Regions from separate parts of the Sus scrofa genome. Here all the other regions are linked to region 3. The links are chromatin contacts, called in public Hi-C maps. All regions are on one chromosome and are shown on one strand. The core of a region is the stretch at or near the end of the contact, and the rest is flanking DNA. Distances in the headings are between cores, read along the strand shown. Region 1 holds the start of G6PD (glucose-6-phosphate 1-dehydrogenase). Region 2 holds the start of SLC10A3 (P3 protein). Region 3 overlaps ZNF185 (zinc finger protein 185).

Evidence for each region. A called contact is a pair of places that touch in the nucleus more often than the background predicts.
Region 1: a contact with region 3 is called in a Hi-C map of retroperitoneal adipose tissue, with 2.4 times the contacts expected there. The contact joins the promoter of G6PD here to the enhancer-like site in region 3. A contact is called at or near these places in 1 of 5 promoter capture datasets (liver), 6 of 47 Hi-C or Micro-C datasets (embryonic fibroblasts, mesenteric adipose tissue, omental adipose tissue and 3 more) and 2 of 2 datasets of contacts at active chromatin or transcription factors (alveolar macrophages and skeletal muscle).
Region 2: a contact with region 3 is called in a Hi-C map of alveolar macrophages, with 3 times the contacts expected there. The contact joins the promoter of SLC10A3 here to the enhancer-like site in region 3. A contact is called at or near these places in 1 of 5 promoter capture datasets (liver), 2 of 47 Hi-C or Micro-C datasets (alveolar macrophages and omental adipose tissue) and 1 of 2 datasets of contacts at active chromatin or transcription factors (skeletal muscle).

Annotation. Positions count from the first base shown.
Region 1 is chrX:125,038,496-125,042,542 of Sscrofa11.1, forward strand. G6PD (glucose-6-phosphate 1-dehydrogenase) reads right to left here and starts at 2,545. Exons shown (of 13, transcript XM_021080744.1): 1 at 2,081-2,545; 2 at 1,128-1,255. The coding sequence starts at 2,192. It also overlaps a transcript of IKBKG not described here.
Region 2 is chrX:125,012,478-125,016,704 of Sscrofa11.1, forward strand. SLC10A3 (P3 protein) reads right to left here and starts at 1,515. Exons shown (of 2, transcript XM_021080745.1): 1 at 1,471-1,515. It overlaps FAM3A (protein FAM3A), which reads right to left. Exons shown (of 9, transcript XM_005674051.3): 9 at 3,508-4,161. The coding sequence ends at 4,066.
Region 3 is chrX:123,974,300-123,978,934 of Sscrofa11.1, forward strand. It overlaps ZNF185 (zinc finger protein 185), which reads left to right. Exons shown (of 22, transcript XM_021079960.1): 18 at 3,950-4,147. Among named protein-coding and RNA genes, the nearest start is that of PNMA5, 22 kb to the right of the region's middle. Within about 2 kb of position 3,307, at least 27 of the 83 cell types and tissues checked have an H3K27ac peak or open chromatin away from gene starts, as enhancers often do. A contact at or near this core is called in alveolar macrophages, embryonic fibroblasts, liver and 2 more, where this site is marked.

The DNA of each region.
Region 1 (4,047 bases), core at 1,295-3,794, 1.1 Mb after region 3:
ATGGTCAGAGTTCCAAGTGTTAAGGTTTGAGGCTCCTCTAAGCGGACCGGGCTGGGGCCAGGGTGCAGGATAAGCCTGTCCCCCTGTGTGTTCCTCCTGCGCACCCCCCAGTCGCCGGGTGACAAAGGTTCAAGGGATAGTGCTTAAGGTAGCCTTCGCCTTCTGGCTCTCCTTTTCCAAGTCCTGCCCAGAATCACAAAGTCGGCAGGGAGCAGGCGGTGAGTTCCCCAGAGCTGAGAGGACAGCAGCGTGGAAGGCACAGAGGGACAGTGGCCTGCCCTGTCAAGAGCTAAGGAGTTCCGGTAGGACTCTCGCTCAAGGTCTATACAGTAAGTTACCCGCAAAGCAGTGGATGCCACGGGTAGCAGATTCTTGGTCACATCCAAGGTTAAGAGGGAAAAGAGGACACAGATCACTTGCACAGGAAACCCCAGCAGGCCGCCTGCGTCTTGCCCCATGGGAGAGCTTGGGTCGCACGGCACGGCATGCAGAGGGAGTTTAGGCTGCGGGTCATGGCTCTCTGAGGAGCCACCCCCTTCTGTGTCTACTCTTTGGCCTTTCTGATCAGAGCAAAATGGCAGGTCCACTGGCTAGACAATGGGGCTGGTCGTAGCTCCTGAGCAGGCCCTAGAAGCTGGGGCAAAGAGATGCTGCTCAAAGCAAAGTTGAGTGTTTGTCCTCACGGAACCTGACGTGGCAGACACAAGGTGGAGATCAGACCTCAGATCCTACCTCTGGAACTAAACTGACTTCACGCCGTTTACCAAGTCAGACGCGAGTTTGGAAAACACACTCCCAGAATGAACAGCTTCCCCTGTTTGCCTCTCACTTTTCCCCACGGAGGAGGAAGTCCAAGCACACAGCCCCTGCGGACCTCCGGGCTCCAGGGCATGAGGCTGCAGCCAATGGCTGCACACAGACTTCAGCAAGGCCTTGCAATACGCCTACACCAGGGGGTGCTGGGGTGATAGTGGCGCAAGAGCAGGAGGGAGAGCCCAGCCAAGCAGAGCTGGAGAGGCCCTATAACAAGCAGGTGGGCGAGCCCAGGCACGGAGAGGGAAGGGACCTAAGCCATGTCCTGCTCTAAGTCTGCTGCATTTAAGATGTGGGGCCTGGGGGAGACTCACCGATGCTCCCATGATGATAAAGATATGTGTATCCGACTGATGGAAAGCATCGCCCTGGTACAGCTCTTCCCGCAGGATCCCGCACACTTGGGTCCGGCTCAGAGCCACCTGCTCTGCCATGGTACTCTCTGGAGGAAAAAAAACTTATTGATGAGGCAGGAGAACCGGAAAGCACTGAGAAGCTGGCTGGCCCCTTTCTGGAGGAGTCCTTTGGGCTCTCGTCCAGCTGATGCCTGATTACTGAAACCACTTGGTGGGAATGGCTGCGAGCAGGATGGTTGGGGGATGAGAAACTGCTGGCTCTGGTCATACTCTCCAGACAGCCTTCTTTCAGCGTGTACATTACAACATTACTCTAAGCATTAGTGGACTCCAACGAGGGCCTCAGCTCTGGGGGAGTAACACCAAGCTGGAACATCGGACCACCTGCTAAGGCCATCTCACCAAGGATTCAGGCGGAAGCTCCTCAATGAGCTGGAGCAAGTTAGATCAAGCAGCTGACAGTGTAGATCTAGTCCTCCTCCACCACCGCTGGGAGACCCCGGCCAATCCCCGCCCCTCTCGGGGTCCCCTCAGGGGCCCAATGGGGGTATGCAGGGGACGGTTAGATCAGTTAACACCCTCTCGATTTTGCCCCCTTCCCAAGCGTGGCAAATCAAAGCGTTCGCCCACTCAGTTACCTGTGCTTCACCGCTGCTGCCCTTCGCGCTCGCAGCCCCGGAGTTCCCGGCAGTTTCCTGGGGCTGCGCCCCGCCTGCCCATTTAACTGGCGGGGGCGGGCACCTGGTCTGAGCTGACCAGCCTCAGGCGAGGCGCGCGGGCGGGGCCTCCGTGTGCCCCTCCCCCGAGAGGCGGGGCGAGGCAGGTGCGCGCGCATCTCGGGCCGGTGGGACCCCCCCCCCCCCGCTCCCGCGCGAGGCCTGCCGGCCTGACCCGCTCCGCCCCTTGAGCACCTGCGCCGGCCGCCGGGCTGCGGGCCCCCTGCTGTCCTCGCCGCCGCTGCGCCGTGTCCCCGATGCTTCGCGAGTCCGTGTGCAGCTCCCCACAGCTCGCCCGCGTTCCCATCCCTGGCCTGGCCCCGCCCCTACAGTCTGGCTTTCTCGTCAGCCCGGGGTTGTCCTGCGCCCTCAAGAAGGGCTCCACTTCCGCCGGCAGCGTGGTCACGCCCCTCGACCCCACTTGTAGGCGGGGCCCTCTTTAGCCTCGCCCCCTCACTGGACGGGTCGTCGACTCCGATCAAACTGGCCCTATCACATGATAGCCTCGTCGTGGCTCCTCCCCTAGTGGGGGCGGGGCAGCCGACCTGCCGCTCGCTGGATGCCGCCGCCGGAGAGACAAGGGGAAATGCGGGTCGCGACGCATATTATTGAAGAGTGTCCTACGGGCCAGCCGAGCCTGGTACGCTCGGGCTTCCGTCTGGGGACAAGTCTCCCTCGCGCCTCTCGCGGGCCTGCTGGGGGCGGGGTGGGGGCGGAGTGTGAGTGTTTTACTTCCGGATCCCACAGCTACGACACCGGAAGCAGGAAATGGGAATTTGGCAGCCCGAGAAGGGAAGGGCGACCGCGGAACCCGAACTTTCTCCGAGCGCCGGGGTCCGAGGAGCGCTCGGGACCCGCCGCTCCCGCCCTTCTCACGTCGGACCGACTCTGCTGACAGGTGTGGTCCTCTTCTCCGAAGATAGGGTACTATTGGTGGGCGTTCCGCCACCTCCGAGACCCCCCCTGGACGACCAGGCTTTCCCCTCCTATTGGGCCCCGGCCCGGTTCTGCCGCCCGCTTCTAGATCACCCGCCGAGGCTGGCCAATTCAGGACCCAGGTTACTCTGGCGACGAGCGGGGCAGTTTTCGCCTCTCCTTCCTCTGCCGCGGCGGAGTCTGACCACACCCCTAGTTCGTGGATGACTATTCTACTTCGGAGACATTTTCTGTTCATCGAACTTGACTACATTTGAAGTTGTTAAGTTCTTTAAAAAAGCCTCAAGGGTAATTTGACAGCTAAGCATCTTTCCTCATGCGCTTCATTTTGCTCACTTTGCACAACGGTTAATGTCTGCCGGACCTCATATCAGTTCTGTGACTTGAGGATGAATGGGCCATAAGGAGGCCACTATACCTGGAATAGAGTGAGCGAGGGGGGAATAGTTAGAGAGGAAGCAATGGGGGACCAGATAGTGCACGGCCTACTATCTTGTTGTACGGGTTGTGGCTTTTTGGCGGAGGGCCATGAGGAACTATGGTAGGGATCTGGATAGAGGAGAGACGTGGTAGGAATTACCTTTTGGTCTGATTGTTCTGGCGCGGTGGGTAGAACAGACTGTACGTAGGGGGCAAGGGTTGGAGCAAGGTGATCTGCTAGGAGGTTATTGCAGTTATCCAGGTGAGAGATGATGGGGCTCGGATCGTTTTATTGTGAAAAATACCAAAGATGTGCAAAAGTAGAAAGGATAGTATAAACCCAAGGTACCCACCTCCCAGCGTCAACAGTTATCAACCTGTTGCTACCTTTGCTTAATTTATACCCCTCATAATCTCTTATTTTCAAAAATAGCTTTATTGACATATAATTCACATACCACACAATTCACCCATTGAAAGTGAACAATTCACTGCTTTTCAGTATATTCACACACCTGCACAACCATCACCATTCATTCTCGAACATTTTCATCAACCCATCACCTTATCTACTTCAGTTCTAAGCATCTATTAGTCTTTCCATCTCTCTATGTTTGCCTATTCTGGATAGTTCACATAAATGGACTCATAATATGTGGTTTCTTGTGAGCTGTTTCTCTGTGTTGCTCAGTGTTTTTTTTTTTTTTTTTTTTTTTTTTTTTTTTTTTGTCTTTTTGCCATTTCTTGGACCGCTCCCGGGCATATGGAGGTTCCCAGGCTAGGGGTCCAATCAGAGCTGTAGCCGC
Region 2 (4,227 bases), core at 265-2,764, 1.0 Mb after region 3:
ACACTTGGCTCTCTGGCCTATGCCACCTGCTGAGACTGGAGATGGGGAGGTTCCCCGAGGGCGCGAGTCCCCTCTCCTCAGGGAAGCTGCTGGAAGGGGCAACAGGAAGGGATCGATCGGCTAGGGCCACAGGTCCACCGAGAAGTTTCCTCCTTCTGCCAGAGCTCCCGCTCCCCGGGCAGTCCCAGAGCCGCTGTGCCACATCTGAGAGCCTCTGCTCAGGGTCCGGGGACCCCTCCTCACGCCCATTTGTGCCCCTACCCGTGCCTGGAACTCCCCGTGAGACCCCAAGTGTTTCTAGTGCCTCGGGGCAAGGAGGAGCCTCGTCTCCTTTCACTTCGCAATGTGGGCAGCCAGCACCCTATTGTCACATCACCTGCAGGAACTGGGGCAACCAGGATGAGGACACAGTGATTTTTCATCACAAGTGTTGACTGACTCATGCCCTGTGCCCTCCTGGTCTTGGGAGAGGCCCCTGCTGCTCTAGATCCTACCCGGGCTGGGCCCCGGCCGCACCCCTCAGCCGCGACTGGGCAGCAGGGAAGTAGGTGGTGGAGGGCCGCTCGAGCAAAAGGCTCATCCCTGAGGAAGTCCCCGTCTACCACCCTGGGAGGCCATGGCCTCGCCCGGTTTGGAGTCTGGGTCACTTACCCTGGAGGCCTTGATCCAGCCTTGCGACCCACCGCCGCAGAGGGAGGCGCGAGAACCACAGGGAGTAGGAGAAGTAAAGTGGAGGGAGTCACGGGAAAAGACGAAGGCGCCCGGGGCTGAGGCGCCGGGCGGGTGGGAACAAGTGCAGAAGGGAGAGGAGACTAAGGGCCATCCACCCTGTCCTTCCAGTACGGCTGGCCGTTTTGAGTCACTGAGTCACTGCGTGAAGGGTCTGGCCCAGATCCCCAACGTTTCTGCTTGAGGCGCTGGAGAGTCTGAGGAGATGCACCCCAAGGCAGGGGAGAGAACCCCAGGCCGGCCGCTTTTTCTACACGGGCCGAGTGTTCGGTGGCAGGGCAGCTGGCAGTGCGCAGCCGGGGCTCCTCCCTACCTGGGAGTCCAGAAGTTTTCCGGGCGCGATCAGGGCTCAGGCAAGAACCGAGGAGGGAGCGAGGGAGGAGCACGCTGCCGCCCCGAAGCCGGCAGGCCGGCGACCCGCCCGGCCGGTCCCGGGGTCCCTCAAGCCACTCCCAAGCCCCGCGGCCACGCCAGGCCTCACGGACGCGCGGCGGTGGCCCTTCCCCGCGGGGCCCGGCCGCCCGAGCGGGCGAACACGGAGCCCGGCCGGGAGCAGAATCCGCCTTCCGCCCGCCCTTCCCGGCCCGAGGCTCTCACCTGCCTCCGCGGCCGCGAAGCTCGGCCCCGGCGCCTGCCGGGCCGGCGGACGCCCGCGAGCTCGGCCCTCTGGGGCCCCGCCCCCAGCCCGACGAAGCCCCGCCCCGCGCGCCCGCCCCGCCTACCCCGCGGCGGCCCCCTCACCTCCCGAAGCCGGGGCGGGTCCCGACCGGATGTGACGTATCTGGAAGCGACGGGGTTGCGTGCGCGCGCCGGCCCAGCCATCTTCCGGGGCGCGGTTGGTGGGAACTGGGCGTGGTCTCATGTGGCAGCCGAGCCTCGGGTCTCAGTCGTCTGTGGTCGCCGCCGGGGCGACTCGCTTTGGGTGGGCACCCCAGTCATTCCCAAACACGCTGCGACCTCTGGGGGCGGTGGGGCATGGGTTTAGCCGTTAGCCGGGCTGGGATGCCCGGGGGCTGTTGCTGGTGGCAGGAGCCTGGGTTCAGGGTTTCGCCCCAATTCCTGCTCTGGGCACCCAGCCCTGTGGCCCGAGGGCTGGGTCCATCCGACCTGGACTCCGGAACCCAAGCTCGGCCTGGTTCCACCTTCCTTCGTTGAAGCATTGACCGAGTGCCTATTCCACGCTGTGTCAAAACTATTTGGGGCCACCAAGAAGGTCTGGAGGCTTCACGGAAAAGGCTGTAAACAGATGGTGTGAGGAAGGACACAAAGGCAGTGAGGGTGTAGAACATGGCTGCGAGAAGAGAGTAAGCAAGTGTAGAATCGAAGGGGATTTGCATGTTTCCAAAGGCTGCTGGGCAACTGCAGTCACTCAGGCGGCGGGACAGTGGCCACCCACTGCTCTGGAAGAACCTCTTGTCTGGGCTGTGATGGAGGCCAGTGGTGCCCAAAGTTGCAAGTACTTACACCCAGGAGGTGCCTAAAGCACAAAGTTGAGAATGTCCAAAAAGACCCCAGAGCACCTTTATTTTATGTAATTTTCAAATAATAATTCATAATGTAAATAAAAACATTTCATACACACACACACACACATATTTTTTTTGCTGCACCTGAGGCATGCAGATATCCCGGGCCAAGGATCAAATCCACACCACAATGACAATGCCGAATCAACAGGCCACTAAGGAACTCCAAAAACATATTTTAAATTTTGACTTATTTAAATGCATTTTAGGAGTTCCCGTCATGGCTCAGCGGAAACAAATCTGACTAGTATCCATGAGGATGTGGGTTCGATCCCTGGCCTCCCTCAGTGGGTTAAGGATCCGGTGTTGCTGTGGCTGTGGTGTAGGCCAGCAGCTATAGCTCTGATTCCACGATGGGAACTCCTGGGAACTGTACTTTCTGCTCAACTTTGCTGTGATCCTAAAAAACAAAGTCTATTAGCCAATGAAGATACATAAAGCTTTTGGTTCAGGGTCATGGGTTTCAGCTTCTCAGATCACCGACTCCCAGGCAATAACCTGGGCCCTCCTCACGTCTGCTTCCTGGCCCTCTGGGCTCACGGTATCAGTGGCACGGCCTTTGCTCCTGGGCTGTCCCGCCCCCCCCTTCTGCCCCCTCCTCACATACTGTCATTTCTTGATGCTCTGTTCGCGCTCTGGCAGTACTTAACCCCTGGAGGAGGGACTCGTAAACCCATCACCCCTACCATGGCCCGAGCTGCCTGGCAGTGTGCCAGCCCCCCCCCCCCATCTAGGAAGTCCGAACCACCAAGTCTCCGTCATCTGACCCTAGACCATGTCTGCGCTCCCATGTGCTTTTCCAGCAAACCCTTCAGTTTCTGGCTGCTTCTCACCCAACGCAGGGAAACATAACTGTCATTTGCGAGAACGGCCAAGCAGCGCATGTGACCGGCCCGGACTTCAAAGGCATCTGCATTTGAGTGCTGGGGGGACGCACTTGCTGTTGAGGGAGGCACCTGGGCCGCTTCTAACCCCTGGCCCATCTGTGCAGGCCTGAGCTGTATCCAAGGGGCTCAGTGAGTTTCCCACAGCCCCAAAGGTCAAGACCAGCTTTCCCGAGCAAGACTACAGGGTGCCAGCCTGGGAGCCCCCTGCCCACCGCCCAAGTCACATCTCAGCCTCGGAGGGGCCGGTGGGTGGCAGGGCTGGACACAAAGGTGGCCTGCGAAGGGTGTGGGGGCGGGTCGGCTGGGCTTCTGGGACATGTCCCACCCCATGGCACCACCACCGACTCCCCACTGAATGCACTTCATTCCACTGGAGCCACCAGTTTATTGAGAGGTCGTCTAGAAAGCAGGCCCTCGGACAAACTGCAGGAGCTGCCACCCACCGTGCTAGTGACTGTGATCAGACTCGCCGCCTCCCCACCCGACAGGCCCGGCTCCAAAGTGGCCGCTCCTCTGTGCGGGGAGCAAGGCTGGAGGCAGCAGATGTCCGACGGAGCCGCCAGGTGTGGCTCATCACGAGTCACACGGAAAGAGCGAACCCACTCTGGGCTGGTGAGGTGCTAGAAGGGCTCCAAGCTGCCAGGCGGCTGCTCCCAGGCTTGGGGCTGCAGGAGCTGGGGACTTGGGTCGGAGCTGACCAGGGGGACAGCTTTAGGAAAAGGGGACGGGTCCCTGGGGCCCCCTGACCAGGCGCGACAGGGTCGGCGGCCGTGCACCCTCACGACAGCTCAGGGCCTGGTCGCTGGTCACCGCCTTGGCGCCCCCACGTGTCGGGGCAAGAGAACGCTCCTGGCCGGGCGTGGGCTCAGGCCTCCCCGGGCTGGGCACACGCTGCGTCCCTCGTGCTGTCCCGGGCTCGGTCGCTAGCTGGCTGTGGTCCTTCGCGGGATGCAGCCCTCCATCTCGAGCGCCTCGGGCCAGCCTTCGTACTTATTGGTGTGCCTGCTGTTCTTCACGTGCTGCGGGGCGGCAGGAGCGGGAGGGCACGGCCTCAGCCCTCGGGCATAGGGGACAGACAGAGCCCT
Region 3 (4,635 bases), core at 2,057-4,556:
TGCTTATGTGCTCAGGGAAGGAAATAACAGTTCAGTAGAGAGTTTGTTGTTCAAAGAGGGAGTGAGCAAACCTGAGGGTGAAGGGTCACTGAGGTCATGCTGGAGGCTGGGTGGTGGTAGATTCTATAGCCTTTGGTCAGAAGGAGAAGTTTTGACCTCTGAGATACGAAGGCAGGCTGAGTGCGGATGTAAGTCAGATGGCAGAAGAAAGAATGAGCAGAGTAATGTGGGCGCCTTTATTTGTTCTGTGAATTAATGAGCCACACATTCCATAGTTACACCAAATTTTACTTAGTGATTAGCTAGTGTCAAACCATGTGCTAAGTGTAGGGCATACAGACAAATAAGACTTTGTCCATACCCTCTATCCCTGATAAAGTGAGATGGCAGCATATTAGAAGAAGCATGTGACTTGGCAGGCCTCATGGAATCACGACAGGAGAGGTGACAGTGGATGTTCATCTTGAAGTTTTTGAGGGTATGAAAGAAGGGTCCAGGAGTAAGGGAATCTCCTGTGCTTAGAGAGTTGACAGTAAGGAGAACTGTTTGGTTTGATGTGGCTGTAGTTTATGGACAGAAGGCGGTGGAGGAGTTGATGTTGGGCAGATGGTGTCCAGACAGGGGTTAACCTAGCAGGCCTGAGACTGCTCTCCTTATTAAGGCCTGCTTGCAAGCTGGGCCCTTGGCTGGTCTCTTGGAACTTGAAAGAGTGAACAGTTCTCTACAGAGATAGGAACCTCCCCCTAAATGATTCATGACGAGGCTGATGGCCTAGATTACTTGTACAAATGATGTGTTTTATGGTGAATCTCTGCTTGTCTTCTGGGATTTGGGAATTTGGGTACATTTTAGGCAGAAAGCACTTACCTGACCAGCTTCTAATAAAAACCTTGGGCTATGGATGAAAACACTGCACTTTCCTTTTGCTGATTTTGCTTGCTATCCTTTTATGGTAATAAATCTTAACCAGAGGAGGACTATGTGCTGAGTCCTGGGAGTTCTAGCAAATCACTGAACCTGAGGGTGCTCTCAGAGACACCAACACACCACACACTGTATCAGTGTAATAAAGGACAAAAACTACATTATCACAAGCATAGATGGGCAGGGTCAGACCCTTATGCCATAATAAGGACTTGGACTTTCTCCTGAGGATAAAGAGGAGGTAAGGAAATTTGTTTTTATTTTATTTTTTTTATTTTATTTTATTTTATTTTATTTTTGCCATTTCTTGGTCCACTCCCGCGGCATATGGAGGTTCCCAGGCTAGGGGTGGGATCAGAGCTGTAGCCACAGGCCTACACCAGAGCCACAGCAACGCAGGATCCAAGCCGCGTCTGCAACCTACACCACAGCTCGCGGCAACGCCGGATCGTTAACCCACTGAGCAAGGGCAGGGACCGAACCCGCAACCTCATGGTTCCCAGTCGGATTCGTTAACCACTGCGCCACGATGGGAACTCCTGTTTTTAAATTTTAAAATACGTATAACATAAAAATTACCATCCTAACCATTTTTAAGTGTGCACTTTAGTGGCATTAAGTATGTTCACAGTGTTGTGCAACCAATCTCCAGAACTGTTTCTACCTTGCGAAAGCCGAACCCTGTCCACATGAAACAACAACTTCATATAAGTGGAACCGTGCAGTATTTGTCTTTTTGTAACTGGCATCTTTCGATTAGCATAATATCTTGATGGTTCATCCATGTTGTAACATGCACCAGAATTTTATTCTTTTTTAAGATTGAATAATATTTCATAATCTGGACATACTACATTGTGTTTATCCATTTATCCATCAGTGGACATTGCCACAGCCACAGCCTCGCCAGAGCTGAGCTGCATCTGCAACCTACACCAAAGCTCACAGCAATACTGGATCCTTAACTCACTGAGAAAGGCTAGGGATTTAACCTGCATCCTCATGGATACTAGTCTGGTTTGTTACCACTGAGCCACAATGGGAAATATTGGAAAAGTTTTAAGCAGTGCATTGATATGGTCAGATTTGTACTTTAGAGTTCTCTCTGTGATGGTGATGAAAAGAATGGACTGGAAGTGGGCAGGGTGCAGGTAGGGAGAAGAGCTAGGAAGTATACCAGTCCTCCAGATAAGAAGTGATTTTATGTCTAAGTCCGTTGAAGTAGAGGATAAGGGATTTTTTAAGTTAAGTTGGTAATCCTATCCTGAGGTAAAAAATTTTACACATACATAATATACATCTGTACATAAACATGGAGACAGACTTGAACAGAGATCTTAGGGTTTAATTCTAAATCTTCAGCCATGAGTCAGGTATAAACACAAATACAAAACTCATTGGTTTATATAAAATTGGTGCTCCTCTTTGCCACACTTTATATTTTTATCAGAATTGTGTTTCTGGCAGATGGGACCAGTTGCGGTTACCTGGTCAACATGAAGCCTACGCTTTCTACTGTACAATTTTTTTTTTTGCCCTGATATATAATCTTATGGTGATTGTAGACTAAATTTTGGGTGAGGCACGAAGCAGAAACCAAACAGCCAATTGGGGTGTCTCCAAAGCTCATCTACCTGGAGGCAGATATTGGTCCTAGACACTAGGGACAGAGAGGTCCTTCAGCACAGATATTTTGGGATATTGCTAAGCAATATATTAGCTTCCGTGGAGAGTTGACAGGGAGAAAGGAATGAAGAAATGAGAAGAGCTAGTGCACACAGCTTGGCTTGTTGCCCGAGCTTGCCTGTTGCAGGGGGAAGAGAAGCTTCAGGATGGGGGATGGGGTGTTTGAAGTTTGAAAAGACTTTTTTTTTTTTTTTTTTTTTTTTTTTTTTTTTTTTGCTTTAAACGGGTCCCTTAAGTGATGAGCCCTGGCTTCCGCTGCTACTCCATTTCCCTCGGAAGACTTAGTGATAGGAAGTGTAGCGGTAGCTATGCCATGAGATTGAGCTGCGCGAATGGCGGCTGGGGGGCGGGTAGGTTGTCAAAAGTACATCCTGAGTGCTTTTTATGAACTGCAAAGGACCCTCACCCTAGACTTTTCTTCTGTTTTCAAAAAAGAATGAAAGTGCTATGCCTCGTAAGGTCAACTACTTCGCAATAAAAAAGACTGCAATAAACAAAGCAGCCACAGCAATACTTCTGCGCCTGTGCGTGGGTGCCCAGGACTCACGTGCGCTTGCGTCCCACACGAGTGCGGCTGCGCGGGCCGCCATTTCCCGCAGCGGCGAGCTCGGGTCGCAATGACCGCTGGGAAATGGGACGGTCAATAAAGAAAATGGCTGCTGTGAGCAAATTAGGCTTAGGCAGAGCTTATTCTCGGCCTGGCCCGTGCAGGCCAGCAGATGGCGCGCGAGGATCACAAATGGGTTGGGCAGCCCTAGCCTGGCTTGGTCAGGAGTCCGGGTTTTCAAGGCCTTTCCCCCCTCCCCCCCCGCGCCTTGTAGGGTCAACAGCCCGATTGAGAATGTCGGAAGCCGAACATTCTCCTCCGCTTCAGGCGGTCCCCACCCAGTCCGCCAAGGAAGCTGGGGTAAGAGACCCTTTCCCAGAGAGCTGGGCTCCTGCTGGGCTTTCGTGCAGGACCCCTCTGAGCACTGTGGCCTGGGGAACAGACAGGGTGGCTTGGTACTTTTTAGGGAGGACAGATGAACTGCGCCTTGGAAGGTTAGAAGAAAGGAGATATGGCAGCAGGACGCAGGGGAAGGACATGTCACTGTTTCAGTCGAGGAGAAGATTGTGTTAAAACCTCCTGGAAGTCATTATGTGTTCTTGTCGGTACTGCTGACAAGGAGAGGAACTGTCCCACAGGTGGGGGCCGTAGTGGACTCCTCTTTGGCAACCCCTCCCACCTCATCTGGGAGAGGAACCTGCCAAGGCCTCGGAAGCAGGTATCAGTTTGCAGTAGGTGAGCCAGGGCTGGTCCCACGGCACTCGCTCCATAAGGGTGCTGGTTCTTCCACAGCGACTTGGCTGGTTGTGAGAAGAACGTGGTCACCAAGGAGGGAGAGGAGGCCTGGCAAGGGAGGCCCGGAGCCCTAAGAGATGGCCAGGGAAACCCAGCTGTGCCCACCCAGCAGCCTGCAGATCCCAGCACCCCAGAGCAGCAGAGCAGCTCCAGAAAACCTGAGCAGCTCCTGGAAGTGGACAGCCAGGCCAACAGGTAAGCGCTATGCTGGGCGTTTTTTCAGGGGTTGCAACCCAGAACAAATCTTAACATACTGAGCATGCCAGTTACCTTATGTAGTTGTGACTGACTAGCGACCAGTTGAAGCTGACCGGCAATGAGTACCCCAGAAGTAGATGTCTTTGAGCATCACTTTGGTGCCACAGCATCAAATATGTTAGACCAAGTCTGGCATAGAGAAGGTGCCCAGAGAACTATGAGTTAGAACTGAGACGGTCAGCTCATACCTTGTATTGCTATCATTCTGATATATCTGCTGCCTCTTCATTGTTGATATGCTCACATGGTTGTGGAAAGGTCTTCTGCTGGGGAGGGAACAGTTCACTTGAGACCTAAAGCACAAGGAGGAGCTGGCCGGGCAAAGAATATGGGAAGAGCCAAGGAAGCAGCATGTCTGGAGCCCCATCATCCACAACATTTCACCTCCCGCCTGGAATGTATTTTTACCTTGTTCCCTCAGCTCT